Regions from separate parts of the Oryza sativa genome. Here region 2 is linked to region 1. The links are chromatin contacts, called in public HiCAR-type maps. All regions are on one chromosome and are shown on one strand. Each heading gives the region's core, a stretch centred on a gene start, on an enhancer-like site or on the middle of the called end of the contact. The rest is flanking DNA. Distances are from core to core; before and after follow the strand shown. Region 1 holds the start of LOC4326717 (probable protein phosphatase 2C 2). Region 2 holds the start of LOC4325774.

Region 1 (2,551 bases), core at 38-2,537:
TCATCAATTCTGATATGTTCATCTTCCATGTACCGCCTAGGTCCAATATCGGCAAAGCTACCAGATCGAATGTTGGGGGAAAACTGTAGTGATTCCACGGGTGCCTTAACCATCTGCATTAAGCACAAAAAGGAGTTAATTATGGTGACGCTCATCCAAGGTGAACAGCATGCCCTCTTTAGTATGCCGACTAAAAACAGAGACATCCTGCACTATATTTCGTGGGAAACGTTTTCAGCTTTTAAATTCTACACTGCATCTCGTGGAAAATGTTTCCACCTTTTAAGTTAGTCTTGAGTTTCCCACCATCACACCGACCAATCATTCAAATAGTTTTCATCCTTTCTTAGGGATGTTTCATGAAAATATCTAACTGGCTAGATTAACCAAAAAGTTTAGCCACGTGAACATTTCAATACTGAATTGGTCAAATATGGACTCAATATGTGCGAATTTCAATTTCAAAGTAAAAGTCCGCAATACTTGAACAAATAAGGTATAACCGTAATCTAATCCAACCACGACACGGTATTGCGTCCGTACTGCCAATTTTGTTGGATTAATTTTTATTACTCGAGTAAGTACTCACCACCTTGCCACAATCACAAGTAAAAATTCCACCAAGATTAAAAAGCAAAAGAAAAAACTCCTGTTTTTTCAACTCATAAGCAAGAAAAATTCTAGAATTAACAACAGGAACACTAACAATTATTAGAATATTTATTTACCAAAAAATCAAGAAACACGAGTTATTGCCCAGCTCTAGAATTAGCGAATCGTCAAACTGAAAAAGATAGCCAAAGCCCCCTATTAGCTTATTAAGAAAAAGAAAAAAGAACTCACCAGTTCAGGCACCTCGATGGCGGCTTCCGAGGCAGCCTCCGGCGACATCTCCTCCACCGGCGGCGACACCTCGTCGACCCCCTTCACGGAGCACCGGCGGTGGAACGACGCCTCCAGCAGCGGCACGACCTGATGCATCACCTCCGCCCCGGCCACCATCACCGCCTCCTCCCCCGAACCGCTCAACAACCCGCTCGTCCTCCCCAACCGCGAAATCCAACCGGAAACCACCCCCCACAAACCAAACCAAGAACTCCCCCAACCAACCAAGCTTCCAACAACACCTCTCTCGATCACACGCAAAGCACTCTCTCTCGAAAGATTTTGACTCGGCTGCAATCAAAGCTTCTTTCCGGGGAAAACATACAACGAACACGAACACGGAGACTTGTTCTTCTTCTTGCGTGATCCGAAGAGGAGAAAGAAAGAAAGAAACAAACAAAGCGGCTGAGATAAAAGAGGGAGGCCCCTATTTACGCGCGTTGGCGCGTGTGGGGGGCCACGCGCACCCAAACCCCACCCGCGGTAGCCGGTGGGTGGCGGGCGGAGGTGACCGGCAGGTGGCCGCGACCGGCTTGGCTAAGTGGCGACGCGCGGGGGGTGTACCGGTGTTACCGGCACGTGCGCGTTCGCGCGACGGTGTGGCCGTGTGTGGGGTTTGGTTTGCCGACCTTGTGTGGTGTTGTGTTGGGTGTGTTTCGTTTGGCTAAGGCTTACGAGATGGGTGATGCGTGCACTGGTTTCACGCCTTTCGCGTGTGGAGACCGGAGACCGTCCGTTTTTAGGGGTTTTATTTTGCTTTTTTTTAATGAAGAAACTCGATTAGGAATGCCGTTTATTTCCGTTATGTGGTGTAGGAATTTTTAGCGTACGGTTATACTCGTCGTTATTAGTAGTTGAGGAATGTAAAGGATTTACACTGGCAGTTATTAACATAACGGCTATATTTTTTTTAAAAAAATGATGTATGTTAATTTCGAAATACAAGTAGGGGTGGGTATTCGGTTTGACTGAAAATTTCGGTCTCGATATCTTTGAAAAGTGAAGACCGAATTTCAACACAAAAATATTAGGATCGACAAATTCGGTCTCGGTCCTGACTAAAATTCCACAATATTTTTTTATATGCAAAGAAATAATGAAAATTTTCAACATAAAAAAAAGTAAGCACGTATGAGTAAAGACTCTTATTAGGTTGCATGCCTAGAAGAAGTAGGATTGTGGAAATTAGAGTTTAATCATATTGAACTTAGTGGATTATAGGTTACATTTAGATTTTTTTTTGTTAATTCGATCTATTCAATTAAGCGATGAGACTAACCGAATTGATCGAATAAAATTCGGTCTTTTACTGTTTAGGACCGAATTTCTTGGTCTCAGTCATTTCGGTTCGGTTTTTTTATGCCCACCCCTAAATACTAGCATAAACACATGAGTATTTAGGCTGTGTTTGCTGGGGGAGGTTGGGAACAAATCTTCTTCGCACGGAAAACGGAGCGGTCCATTAACGCGTGATTAATTAGAAATTAGCTAATTTTTTTTTCAAAAATGAATCAATATGATTTTTTTAAGCAATTTTTGTATAGAAACTTTTTGCAAAAAACACACCGTTTAGCAGTTTGAAAAGCGTGTACGCGGAAAACGATGGAGAGGTGTTGGGAACCCTGGGTCCGAACACAGCCTTAGCCTTTTCTTGTTGCTATATACA
Region 2 (2,551 bases), core at 21-2,520, 180 kb after region 1:
CCAATTAGAAAAATCCAGTTCACAAAGTAGGTATTGGAAGCAAAATGTGTGATTCAATTTTATTCATAGTAGAGAAGAATCCACTGACACATACAACAAGACAAACATAAACATTTCTATCCTAAATAATTAGTTAATGTACCTTGCCAAAGTATGACGAGGCAGAAGATAATGGTAATAATCAAAGCTACCAGGTTGCCAATTGAGGAAGCTGGTTTGGTGTTCTTCATCTTCTTCAAAGCCTTCATCCGTTCAATCCTTGCCCTTTTTAAACTTGCGAGCTCAGATAGTTCACTAATGAGCTTCTGGTCAGCAGCATCTAATGGTGAAGCAGAAGGTGGTCGCGGCGGTCGTGGTGGCTTTTTCGACCGCTTCTTCTTCTCCTTCTCCCCCATCGACTTATCCAAAAGCCCAACCTTCATCTCGCCATCGGACGTCCTATCTTCTCCGCTTTTCACGGCGAAATCTTGAGAGCGTGACGAGCAGCAAGGAATGTGGTGATCATCCTTCATAGCTATAAGATCATTCCATGGAGTTTTCGCCTGGCTAGATATCATATTCACATCCGTCCCATTATCGCCCCCCTCTCTCATTAGCAAGCAATTCCCTTTCTCCAGATCAACCAGCACATCCCGGCCATGCACTTCCTTCGACTCCATGAAACAAACGAACCAAAAATAATAATAATAATAATAATAATAATAATAATAATAATAATAATAATAATAATAATAATAATAATAATAACGCAGCTCCCCTCCTTCCAAACTAGTAGAATTCAAGAATCAAATACTCTCTCTCTCTCTCTCTCTCTTCTTCAAGAATCAAATACTCCCTCCCTTCAGGCAAGGGGTCAGTTGAACCCCCAAACTTTCTGGGGAACACATAAACTGCTACAAGCTTCCAGATCTAGAAGAGGACATAGGGTTAGGGCAAAGAGAAAAGGCACATGTAAACAGCAACAATGAATAGAACGCGCGCAGGTACGGGCGCTCACCGGCGGCGGAAGCAGCAGCAGCAGCAGGGACAGAGACGGCGGCACCACCGCAGCTCGCGGGACGGAGACCGGCGCTGCCGGCAAGCGGGCGAAGGAGACGGGAGCCGAGGAGGGGAAGGGGAGATCGATCCTCGACCAGGGGCGGCGCGAGGCGGCCTTGCGTCGTGCCCGCGGAGGCGGAGGAAGGAGAAGGAGGGATCGATGGGAGCGAAATGGGGAACCGATCGTCCGTCGTTTAGGGGAAGAAGAAGACAGAGGAAGGGACAAGGGCAACAAGGGATGGAGCCTGAAAGGGCAGAGGTTAACGTTAATTGCCCCTAATCCAATTGCATTAGTATAGTCGTTTGCATATGGATAAGGGAGGGAAGGAGAGAAATAATTTGTCTCCTGCTCTATGATTAGGGTTTGTTGGAGTAAAGATTATCTTTTGACCTAATAGAACCTCTTGCAATTTCTACCTAGATTTGTACTATATCTAATAATCTTATTTAGCCGGTATATGGTAGTTGGGCAGATTTCTGATGGCATGTATTCATAGGCTAATGATTAAATATAGCCAGCCAGAATTATCAGGGCGTATTGCTGTTATGGCTAACCTTCTACCCACCATCTAATCCAGCAAACCAAAAGAGAACATTCTCTGAATTGCCATGAGAGTTCACTCTTATCATTTTTTAAAAAAGTTTAATAAATTATGCTCCTCAGTTCCTAGTGTTCATTAACCGATATACAAAACTTAAGATGGCTTTCATTAAAAGAACTAGGCAGAAAGACACAGCCAGTGTAAAATTTAGACCTAAAATATTTTACTCGTCGATTGTACTCCACCATGATCAAAGAGATCAAGATCACAAAACTCAGGATAGAACTAGCGATCAATATTTGGAACGTCATCGGCAACCTACACTCTCTCACTTGGAAGAAAACATGTTATCAAATTATTATTATTTTCACATGTTTCGATATATATGAGAACAGAGTAAAATGCATCAGTGGTATTTCAATTTATACATGGGTGTTATTTAGGTTCATTAACTTAAAAATCTTTACACCCGTAAACGTGCTTGCTATATCTATAAACCCAGATAAAAAAATCTGACATAGCATGCAACACAGACATTGACATGATATCATCGCTAACTCTACGTCGATTGACAAGTGTGTACTGAATGGGTAGAACTTCAATAGTATACTGTATACAACCATTTTTCATAGTAGAAATTAGTATCTTATTTGACGTACAACAAAATTAGTGAATACAGAGCCTATAGAATGTTACATCAGTATATTATACATGAAACGAAATTTGTCTGCGAAATAGAAAAGGTAGTAACATGCTAACAGCCCCCACACGGAGAAAAAGCCCAAGCATTTCTCGAGCTGGCCCAGTTCGAACGAAAGCCCATTCAGCTTTGGACCTGGATTCTGATTGGAAAAAGTATACTTTGACTCCCTCAACTATGGTTCGAGTATGATTCATATCCTCCAACTACAACACCGGGTATATCGACTCCTCCATCTATCAAAACCGGTACAAACAATGTCCCTCGGTGG

Evidence for each region. HiCAR-type assays count read pairs that join an accessible place to other places.
Region 2: a HiCAR-type map of leaf shows a contact between it and region 1, with 2.0 times the contacts expected there. The contact joins the promoter of LOC4325774 here to the promoter of LOC4326717 in region 1. A contact is called at or near these places in 1 of 15 Hi-C or Micro-C datasets (panicle) and 1 of 4 datasets of contacts at active chromatin or transcription factors (leaf).

The regions. Positions count from the first base shown.
Region 1 is chr1:10,832,386-10,834,936 of ASM3414082v1, forward strand. It overlaps LOC4326717 (probable protein phosphatase 2C 2), which reads right to left and starts at 1,288. Exons shown (of 4, transcript NM_001398290.1): 1 at 844-1,288; 2 at 1-113. The coding sequence starts at 1,002.
Region 2 is chr1:11,008,278-11,010,828 of ASM3414082v1, forward strand. LOC4325774 reads right to left here and starts at 1,271. Exons shown (of 5, transcript XR_001542594.3): 1 at 998-1,271; 2 at 143-909.